2 separate regions of the Callithrix jacchus genome follow, and region 2 is linked to region 1. Evidence: chromatin contacts called from public Hi-C data. All regions are on one chromosome and are shown on one strand. Each heading gives the region's core, a stretch centred on a gene start, on an enhancer-like site or on the middle of the called end of the contact. The rest is flanking DNA. Distances are from core to core; before and after follow the strand shown.

The links. A called contact is a pair of places that touch in the nucleus more often than the background predicts.
Region 2: a contact with region 1 is called in a Hi-C map of skeletal muscle, with 2.9 times the contacts expected there. The contact joins two enhancer-like sites. A contact is called at or near these places in 2 of 3 Hi-C or Micro-C datasets (both in skeletal muscle).

Annotation. Positions count from the first base shown.
Region 1 is chr7:24,784,262-24,789,694 of calJac240_pri, reverse strand. It overlaps KIAA1217 (KIAA1217 ortholog), which reads right to left. Exons shown (of 24, transcript XM_009000044.5): 7 at 4,146-4,344. Among named protein-coding and RNA genes, the nearest start is that of ARHGAP21, 330 kb to the left of the region's middle. Within about 2 kb of position 1,689, at least 5 of the 16 cell types and tissues checked have an H3K27ac peak or open chromatin away from gene starts, as enhancers often do. A contact at or near this core is called in skeletal muscle, where this site is marked.
Region 2 is chr7:24,918,038-24,923,500 of calJac240_pri, reverse strand. It overlaps KIAA1217 (KIAA1217 ortholog), which reads right to left. Exons shown (of 24, transcript XM_009000044.5): 14 at 2,112-2,242; 15 at 603-750. The region is part of intron 2 of LOC118143166 (a long non-coding RNA gene); the gene reads left to right. Among named protein-coding and RNA genes, the nearest start is that of ARHGAP21, 200 kb to the left of the region's middle. Within about 2 kb of position 3,905, at least 1 of the 16 cell types and tissues checked has an H3K27ac peak or open chromatin away from gene starts, as enhancers often do. A contact at or near this core is called in skeletal muscle, where this site is marked.

The DNA.
Region 1 (5,433 bases), core at 440-2,939:
ACCTATGCTTGAAATTGCGGCTGCAGTGAGTTGTGACTGCACCGCTGTGCTCCAGCCTGGGTGACAGAAGGAGACCCTGTCTCAAAACACAATACAAGAGAATGCAATAAAACCCTCAGATAATTGAGGTGTGAAAAAGAAATGAGCTATCCAACCATAAAAAGATAAGGAGAAAATGTAAATGCATATTGTTAAGTGAAAGAAGTCAATCTGAAAAGGCTACATGCTGTGGGATTCCAACTATAAGACATTCTGTAAAAGGCAAAACTATGGAGACAGTGAAAAGATGAGTGGCTGGCGAGTGGTCAGCCAGGAGGAAGAGATGAACAAGCGGAGCATGGAGGATTTTTAGGGCAAGTGAAACCATTCTGTATAATACCATAACGGTGGCTACACATCCTGACCTTTGTCCAAATCCATAGAATGTACAACACCAAGGGTGAACCCCAGTGTAAACTATGGACTCTGGGTAATATCAATATGTCGGTCTCATTTCATTGATGGTAACACATGTACCACTCTAGTGGGGGATGCTGATCATGGAGGAGGCTGTGCATGCCTGGAGGCCAAGGTGTGTGCGAACTGTCTGTACTTTCTGCTCAATCTTGTTACAAACCTAAAAACTTGCTCTTAAGAAATAAAATGAGGCCGGGCGTGGTGGCTTACGCCTGTAATCCCAGCACTTTGGGAGGCTGAGACGGGTGGATCATGAGGTCAAGAGATCGAGACCATCCTGGTCAACATGCTAAAACCCTATCTCTACTAAAAATACAGAAAATTAGCTGGGCATGGTGGCGTGTGCCTGTAATCCCAGCTACTCAGGAGGCTGGGGCAGGAGAATTGCCTGAACCCAGGAGGTGGAAGGTTGTGGTGAGCCGAGATCGCGCCATTGCCCTGCAGCCTGGGTAACAAGAGCGACACTCCGTCTCAAAAAAAAAAAAAAAAAAAAATTTAAAAAACCCCATGATGAACGAACCATCAACATTTTAAATAAAGGCAAGATCAACACGACTTCACGGGAGAACTTAAACGCTGTGGACTGAGATACAGTGACAATGTACAGATCCCAAAAGACATCCAGGGCTTCCAGATGGCATCAACAGCAAGTTTTCAGGGGGGTCACAGCTCAAAGCATCCAGTCTGCATCTCTGAGGTCCCATGGAGTTGCAGCTGTGCTTCTGGGCCACCCAGGTGCTGGGAGACACCCCAGCACATGGCCGGGGCTCTCTGGGGAACACTGTTTATCCCAGGAGCCAGTGCGTTTGTGTGTTAAATAAGGCCAGGCAGGCGGGAATTTCCCAAAGACTAATGCTGAGCAAGGCCGTTGGGAGGGAGACTGTATCTGCACTTGCTGTGACTCACATTTTCCTCTTTATTTCCCATCCAGGCTCAACTGGATTACGCCATCAGGGCCAGGTGCGGCTGGAGGGACATTCCCCAGTCGGCCACAAAGGGGCGGTCAAGGGCAACATCAGCCCAGCTGGCCCAGGGCCAGCCTCATTTTCTGGAACCAGAGCTTCCCTTCACTTTGGCAAGAAACTTCTCATTTCTCTCCTCTCCTCTTACCGTGTTCCTTTGTTTCTATCCAGGAGTAGTGAAAAATTACAAGCCCAAAAGCCCCTCACAGGGAGGGCAGAATAAACAGGTGAGATGCATTTCTCAGCCTGCTGTGACAGCACACCGGCACTCTACAGAGAAGGATGCCGAGGAAAACGGGGGCAATTTGCAGAAGACGGCCTCCCCCATGCGAAAACACTGCCACCCTCAGCCATTCTTCAGGCAAGCCGGCCCCAGTTCCTGCAGCCTCTCTGCCCCAAGGCTTGGTTCCTGAACCCAGCAAGTCTCAACCTGCACTGCCAACTGTTCTTGGCTGCAAAGGAAATTCCTGCCTTTAAGACAAAAGATCCATTATCCAACAGAATCAAAGTTCCCCAGGTATGGGGAAAGGCGGGTAGGCATTTATTCTTATCTTTGTTTTGGTTTGCAGGGCAGAGGTTATCTTTACAGAGACCGGAGCTTCACTCATTTCCTCCAAAGCACAAAGGAGAAATCCCACTCCTTGTCTGGCTCCTGACTCAGTGTGAGTGGAGTTAAGAAAACACAAGTTTCAGGCCAGGCATGCTGGCTCACACCTATAATCCCAGCATTTTGTGAGGTCAAGGTGGGAGGATTACTTGAGTCCAGGAGTTCCAGACCGGCCTGGGCAACATAGTGAGAACCATCTCTACAAAAAGTAAAAAATTAGCTAGGCATTGGGGTACATGTTTGTAATCCCATCCTACTCGGAAGGCTGAGGTGGGAGGATCCCTTGAACCTGGGAAGTCGAGGCTGTCATAAGTCGTGATCACGCCACTACACTCCAGCCTGGGTGACAGAGCAAAACTCTGTCTCAAAAAGAAAAGAAACCACAAATTTCTTGAATCCAGATAGAAAGCCCCAGCCTGGTGATGGTGTGGAAGGCTGTGTCATCTTGACGCTACCTTGGCCCACAGTGCTCCTTGGTGTGTCCCTTCCCTGCGTGTCCTTGTGCCTTCATTAGTAAGATGATGTTAATGGGAAGTGGAGCCCTGGACTTCCCACTGCTGCCATTTAATTAACTGTGTGAGCTCGAACAAGCAACCACACCACATCAACAAAAAGCACATTGTCTGTGATCTTCTCTCATTTATAAAATGAGGATTCTAGATTACTAACCTAAGGTCAAGTATACAAAATGTAATGTTAGCTATTAACATTGATAACACAAATAATAAGAAAGTTGTGGTTTCTGTTTAGGACAGCTAGGACAATGTCTGAATCCAGTCTGTGTGGGTCATCATCTGCAGCGAAGGAAATAGAATCAGGTCCCTTCTCTCGCAGCTATCTTCTTTCTTCTTTCAATAAGACATTTGCTCAGTTTTACATGGCAGAGTTCAGCTGTCTCTTGCACGTGCCAGACTCTGAAGGCTTTTGCATGTTGACCCTTCTCCTGTCCCCTCTTAGCCCCAAGCCCATCTGTCTACAAACACAAGTACCCAAATCAGAACCTTAACATGGCAGTGAAGCATAAGCAATATCTGCCCAGTTGACACAGAGGTCTAAATCCTCATGACTTGTCCATTTCATTAAAGGGCCAAAAAAAAAAAGAAATTAAAAAAGTAAAGCAAGATAGAAAGTGAAATTTCATACAAAAACAGGGAATGGTATATGGAAAAAGCATAAAAAGAATCCTTTTGCCTTTCAGAAAAGCTGTGTACTCCACAAACCAAGCCCCTCTATCCTTTCACGCGGTAGTGGGAACAGCCTCGGGTTTGTGGTTCTTATGAACAGTTATGGAGGTGTTGGCCACATTGTCCCTTTTTGTCCTGGGGCCACTTTATCTCCACCACTGGACTGGCAGACAGGTGGAGCGGGGCTGGTGGAAACCCACATCACTGGGTAGAAATGCCAACTGCCCTGGCTTCTGGGATGGGAGAGGAGGTTTGGAAGGTGAGAAGAGGGTCATTCTGCAGCCAGTTCTTTGCTGTTTCCTATAGAGCAGTGGTCCCCAACTTTTTTGGCACCAGGGACCAGTTTTGTGAAAGACAGTTTTTCCACAGATGGCAGGTAGGGGGATGGTTTCAGGATGAAACTGTTCCATCTCGAATTATCAGGCATTCGTTAGATTCTTGTAAGGAGCATGCAACCTAGATCCCTCACACATGCAGTTCATGAAAGAGTTCAGCTCTTCTGAGAAGCTGATGCCCCCGCTGATCTGACAGGAGGCAGAGCTTAGGCGATAATGCTTGCTCACCCTCCGCTCACCTCCTGCTGTGCAATCCAGTTCCTAACAGTCCACCGACTGATACAGGTCCATGGCCTGGGGACTGGGGACTCCTGCTGTATAGCAGGAGGAATATAGGCAAAATACTACCAGTCTCTTGTCTTGAATTGCTAATGCCAACCACCTCTGAATGTGCCCAGCCTCAAAGCCAGCTTGCACTTGACCTGATTACCCAGCAGGCAAATCCTCACTGCTTGATACTAAACCAATGACGTTTCCCAGAACTAGGATATTTGCAAATCAAGAGCAAATTCATGTTGAAATCAAGGGTGTAGGCTCAGAAGTATAACAAGACACACATTCAGTAAGAAAGGGGCATCAGAAACTGCTTTCGAAAGCTTACCCAGAGATCGTTCTTTCGTCTGGTTGGTTGACCTCACCACGGGAAGGCTGGCGCGAGTCCGGCTGCCCCTGGAAAAAGGGGTCGGAGTGTCCCCCTCAGACATGGCTTCCAAAGAATCAGCAGATGTCTCTGATAAATGCTCGACCGGGTCACCCAGACTAGGTGGTTGAGGACTGTGGGACAGTTTGGGGCTCCTTGTCTGCAAAAGATATTTTAAAGAAAGTGGGAAAATAGACTATTACTAATTTTGTTAAAATATGTCCAATGCCCTTTATTAATCTGGAAAAATAACATGGCTGGGGGAAAAGACCCTGTGGGTCAAAGCATTGGTTATGAAAATTACCCTGCAAAAATAGTATTGTCCTTAAGTTTTCCTATTTAATTAATTAATTAAGACAGAGTCTTACTCTGTCCTCCAGGCTGGAGTGCAGTGTTGTGATTTGACTCACTGCAACCTCTGCCTCCCAGGTTCAAGTGATTCTCCTGCCTCAGCTTCCCGAGTAGCTGGGATTACAGTTGTGTGCCACCACGCCAAGCTAACTTTTATTTTTTTAGTAGAGATGGGGTTTCACCACCTTGGCTAGGCTGGTCTTGAACTCCTAACCTCAGGTGATCTGCCTGCCTCTGCCTCCCAAAGTGCTGGGATTACAGGCCTGAACCATCCGGCCTGGGTACGAAGGAGATAGTTATATCACAATTGAATTTTGATTTGAGGCAGAAATCCCGTAAGTAAGATTATGTCTACCTTTTGTTATGACTTACCTTGCCAATCAGCAGAAAGTATCTATAATAACTTAAATCTACACAAAACATATAATTGAATTTCTCTCTTAGCTATGTATCCTGTAATGGCAGGGACTGAATGTGTAAAATGCCCAAAATCTATTAGTCAGTAATATTCCTTGAACGGGTTGGACACTGTGGGAGATTCGGAAATGCAGAAAATATGTTGGCTGATGTGAAAGTTTCTAGACTAATTGGTGAAATTAATAAAGTCCAAGAAATTACAAAATATTGTAAAGAAAAATAATACATACAAAAGACACATGTTAAACAAAATGTATTGATTACATCTGTGTGAAGAAATTATTAAATTTAAAAGATAGTTTATAATTAAGTGTAAACTACGAACTGTGTGTCATCCATTTATGTTTTGCCAAACACCTGTTGGGCACCTACTGTCTTCCAGGCACTACACTAGGCACAGGGAATAGAATGAGGTAAAACTGACACAACTCCTGCCGTCATGGTGCTTACAATCTAGAAGGGGAATAGACATGAAAGACAA
Region 2 (5,463 bases), core at 2,656-5,155, 130 kb before region 1:
CCTCCTGACTAGCTGGGATTACAGGTGCACGCCACTGCACTCGGCTACTTTTTTTGTATTTTTAGTAGAGACGGGGTTTCACCATGTTGGTCAGGCTGGTCTTGAACTCGACCTCAGGTAATCCACCCGCCTCGGCCTGCCAAAGTGCTAGGATTATTCCACTGTGCCCAGCTGATTTTTTTTTTTAAGAATGGAGTCTTTCTCTTTTGCCCAGGCTGGAGTGTAGTGGCTCAATCATAGCTCGCTACAGCCTCATACTTCTGGGCTCAAGGAATCCTCCTGCCTCTACCTCCTGAGGGGCCACCACGCCTGGCCTTTCAGATGATTTTAAAACAATGCTTACTGTGTCTATTAATTTGAAACCCTAGGATGAGCTCCACCTAGCTAGCCTGTGTTGAAGAATCAGAACCTCAAGCCATATTGCAATAAAGTTCCAGGGTGAGGAGGACTTGTGGCTTTTCCTCAGGACACTGGTGATGGCGTCACAACAAGGAGAACAGGTCCCGGGAGCATGGTGGAAGCCTGAAGTCCAAACCCTCCGCTCTCGCTTTCCCAGCACGCCCCTCTGCAGGCCACCCCCAGCACAATAAGGGCCCGGTCACCTCCGCAACATGGTCAGGACATCTGTCATGCTGCGCACACGCTTCAGGAGACTGTCCAGCTTGTGTGGCTCCTCCTTCAGAAACCGCACGGCCTCCACTTCTATGCGCAGGATTGCTCGCATCTTGTTTTGCAAGGTTGGAAATTCTCCTGCAGGCCCAAACCAGCAGGTGAGTTGGAGGAGAAAAAGCCAGAACAACCACCTCATCCCACGCTCCGATGCTGGACAGAGAGATGCCGAGTTCACAGGCCACAGGGCGGCTCGCATATCTCCAGGTGGCAGTGGCTTAGAGCACAGAACACTGGACAGTCCCCTTGGGTAAGAGCAAAAGCTCTTCTAGACCTGTTTCCTGTCTGTGTATTTGGGATAAAGCCAATTGACCCTTAGGGTTATTATTACTTTTTCATTTGACGGATTGATGAGGTCTTACTCTGTCATTCAGGCTGGAGTGCAGTGGTGTGATCAGAGCTCACTGGAGCCTCAAACACCTGGGCTCAAGCAATCCTCTTGCCTCAGCCTCCTGGATAGCTGGGATGATTTAGGTGCTGCACTCCCCCATGCCCAGCTAATTAGTTTTTTTTTTTTTGAGATGGAGTCTTGCTTTGTCACCCAGGCTGGAGTGTAGTGGCACAATCTTGGCTTACTGTAACCTCTGTCTCCTGGGTTCAAGAAATTCTCCTGCCTCAGCCTCCTGAATAGCTGGGACTACAGGTGTGCGCCACCATGCCCAGCTAATTTTTGTGGAATTACAGGCATAAAGACACTGCACCTGGCAAAAAAAATCTTTTTTTCTTTTTTTAGGGATGGGGCCTTGTTATGTTGCCTCGGCTGGTCTTGAACACCTGGCCTCAGGCAATTCTCCTGCCTTGACCTCCCAAAGAGCTAGGATTGCAGGTGTGAACCACTATGCCTGGCTATAGGTTTTTTGTTTATTTTTTGGAGACAGGGTCTCACTCTGTTACCCAGGCTGCCAGGCTGGAGTGCAGTGGTACAAGAATGGCTCACCACAGCCTTGCCCTCCCAGGCTCAAGAGATCCTACCACTTCAGTCTCCTGAGTATCTGGGACCACAGGCATGCACCACTATGCCCAGCTAACTTTTTTATTTTTCTTTTGTAGAGATGGGGGGGGGGTCTCTCCATGTTGCCTAGGCTGGTCTTGAACTCCTGGGCTCAAGTGATCCTCCCTCCTCGTGTTTCTGATTAGTTTGGCATGTGCAACCCGTGCAAGAGCCTCGCAACCGTGCAACCCGTGCAAGAGCCTCGCAAATAGAAACTGTTACGAGAATCATTTTGTGTGAAATCTTATAACACCCACTATCTTATCAGCTCTAAGAAGATGGAGATGTTTGCCTACTTTGTGCTGTGAGTTATCCCAAGTACCCAGAACAGTACCTGGCATGCGAAGGTGTTTAGTAAATAGTTACATGAATGAATCCTTCTTTATGTGACACACTTTTAAACACCCCAGGAAAGGAAGTTCAGACTCCTCACCCCTAGCAGAAAGCTTACCTTTCAGGGTAGCTACAGCCTCTCCCACTTGACGCAGGAGGAAAGCCCCATCTTCCACGTCTTTCAGAGTAACTGCTCGGCTGGCTGATGTGGAGTCCTTCTTCAAGTCTTCAACAAATTCTTCCAACTCACTGCGGGAGAAAGGACACCAGCACGTAAAGGTGAACATGAGGCCTCACAGGGGAAGTGCAGGGGCCAAGTGCCCATCTCAGCCTCTGATTCTGTACAGTGCCCCAGCCCCTCCCCTGCCTTTCACATGGAGGGGCAGGTGCTCATCTTGGCACAGTGGCTTGGAACATTTTGCAGTGGTGTGGGGCAGGTACAAGGAGGGTTTTCCAGGGAATCTTCTACATTGGCCCAAGGGATGATTGTGCCTGGCTAACAGAGGACTCAGTCTTTATATTCAGTGGATGGATAGGTGGGGTGGGGGAAAAAGGGGAGGGGGAGGGAGGGAGGGAGGAAGGGGGGGGGAGAGAGAGAGAGAGAGAGAGAGAGAGAGAGAGAGAGAGAGAGAGAGAGAGAAATAGACCGACCTGCGGTGCAGCAAAATGAGCAGCCCATATTAGTTAATATCAGGCTTCTCGACTTTGGCATTTGACATTTTGGGGCCGCGTAGTTCTTTGTTGGGGTGTGGGAAACCTGTGCATGGTGGGATCTTTAGCAGCACCTTTGGCTTTCATCAACTAGATGCCAGTAGCAACTTTACCAACCCCAGCTTGTGACAAACCAGAATGTTTCCAGACCCAGACACTGTCCAGTGTCCCTGGGGAATGGGGAGCAAAGCTGCCCCTGAATGAGAACCTCTGGTTTACACTGACTGTCCCATCAACAAGGACGAACTTTCTTCTCCAAGCTTCCAAGAGAAGAATGACTGCAGAAAATAAAAATGACGACAGATGTAGTGTCTGTGGATAGAGGGGGATGCTAGCTCTAAGAGAAGAGCTCGAGGTCTCACCCTTGAGAAAACAACCATCTCCTTGGGTGCATTATTAACCCCATCCTAAACACCTATAAATCTACGAAGAGAAAATCTCTCAAGGAAACAAGGAAAAAGAACTTTCAAGGCCGGGTGCGGTGGCCCAAGCCTGTAATCTCAGCACTTTGGGAGGCCGAGGCGGGTGGATCATGAGGTTAAGAGATCGAGACCATCCTGGTCAACATGGTGAAATCCCGTCTCTACTAAAGATACAAAAATTAGCTGGGCATGGTGGCCCGTGCCTGTAATCCTAGCTATTCAGGAGGCTGAGGCAGGAGAATTGCCTGAACCCAGGAGGCGGAGGTTGCGGTGAGCCGAGATCGCGCCATTGCACTCCAGCCTGGGTAACAAGAGCAAAACTCCGTCTCAAAAAAAAAAGAAAAAAAAAAAAAAAAAAAAAAAAAAAGAACTTTCGGAAATGCAAACCACTAGGGGGCAGTAGCTGAACAGCGATTCCACCTCCTGGAGCCCAGAGTGCGCAGCCAGAAACAGCAAGAGAAAAAGAAACGCATGGTGTCATCTGCAAACAGATGGCCCTCAAAGGCCCCTTTCACTTAGGTGGGCAAGTGGATGGAGCTCAGGATCGCATGGCAGCTGCGGGAGGGGTTCAGGCAGGATGCCACATGTGTTCAACAGGATCCGAGGGAAGATGACAAATTCCTCCCTTGCAAGAAGTGGGATGGAGTTTTTGGTGTTGCCTTTCGTTCTGCTATGAAAAATCAACCAAAATTGCTTGTGGCCATTTCAGATGAAATGATGCTACTTCAGGACCAGAGGGGGAAAGCCTCATCTGCCCACTGTCCACGTGTGTGAACTATGGAAAGGGGTCCAATGTCCTGTGAGCCCACCCATGGGAAACTTCCTACAGCTAATGCATTCTTGACATGAAGAGATTGTGCTACCCCATGGAAGGGCTCTGAATATGGTAACATCACGTGGAAAAGTTCTTTTCCATTGCATGACCAAACAGAATGACTTCCCTGCATTGACCCGACACAGTGTCCAGTCTTGCAAAGCTTTGCTGGAAGAGCTAAGATCCAAATATTATCCTGGTTCCGTTAACAACCAGCATGTCTGTCAGTGTGTAATTAATACTTCAAGAAGCTGTCATCTGACTCAGAGTCAGTCTACCTAGAATTCTGCTGTCATCTCTTCTACACAATATGCTTCTTGGGCTTCATAACCCTGCACACAGAGACTCTTAAATGTCACAGCTTTATGGAATGTACAGAAATGTATACTGACATGACTGTATACAACCATGCCACCTCTATGCAAATGTTTGTGATACTTACCTTAGATAAAACACTACAAATCAAATTTGTTAATTCAAACATTAAAAGAGACATGGGGCTAAAATGAATGCTGGAAATACATTTTTAACATGGTGATCAGTAAGACTTTTGAAATATCAACTACACACCACAGAATGTCAAATAGTCACAGATGAGAGTTTATAGCATTCTATTTGTTTAAATTGCTTTTCATCCTAGCTTTTTAAAAAGCAGAACATAGTTTGTTGGAATATATTTCCTGACTATTATTAGAAGACCAATTATTATTTTCATGTAGAAATTATCTAGACCCAATTTCTTTTCATAGTTTTATTTTTTGCAGACAGAGTCTCTCTCTGTCACCCAGGCTGGAGTGCAGTGGCCTGATCTTAGCTCACTGCAACCTCCATCTCTCTGGATCAAGTGATTCTCTTGCCTCAGCCTCCTGAATAGTTGGGATTATAGGTACCCACCACCATGCCTGGCCAATTTTTGTATTTTCCGTAGAGATGGGGTTTTGCCATGTTGGCCAGGCTGGTCTCGAACTTCTGACCTCAAGTGATCCACCCACCTCAGCCTCCCAAAATATTGAGATTATAGGCGTGAACCACCATGCCTATAATCTCAGCCCTCATCTCTTCATAGTTTTAGACCCAAATATTATCTCTCTGTCTTCTGAATGGCTCCCAGTAATTCAACCTAACATGCTCCACAAGAAGATTTATATTCTAGGGCCTGGAAGAAGAAGAAGGAGGAGAAGGAGGAAAAGGAGAACGAGGGAGAGGGGAAGGAAAGAGAGATATTGCTGTTCTGATATTTCAGAGTTGAAATTTCTGGCTTTTTAAAAATAAGCTCTTTTTAAATATCAATACACAACAGATGTGAATTTTGGGGTACTTGTGATAATTTAGTACATGTAATTTGTACAGATCAAATCAGTGTACTTGGGCTATCTGTCACCTTAAATATTTGTCTTTTCTTCATGCTGGAAACATTCTAGTTCTTCTCTTCTAGCTATTTCCAGCTGTCTTTTATAAACTGCTCTCTTGCCATTCAGACCTATCCATCCAATCAGTTAACCTACTTTATATCATAGAATGAA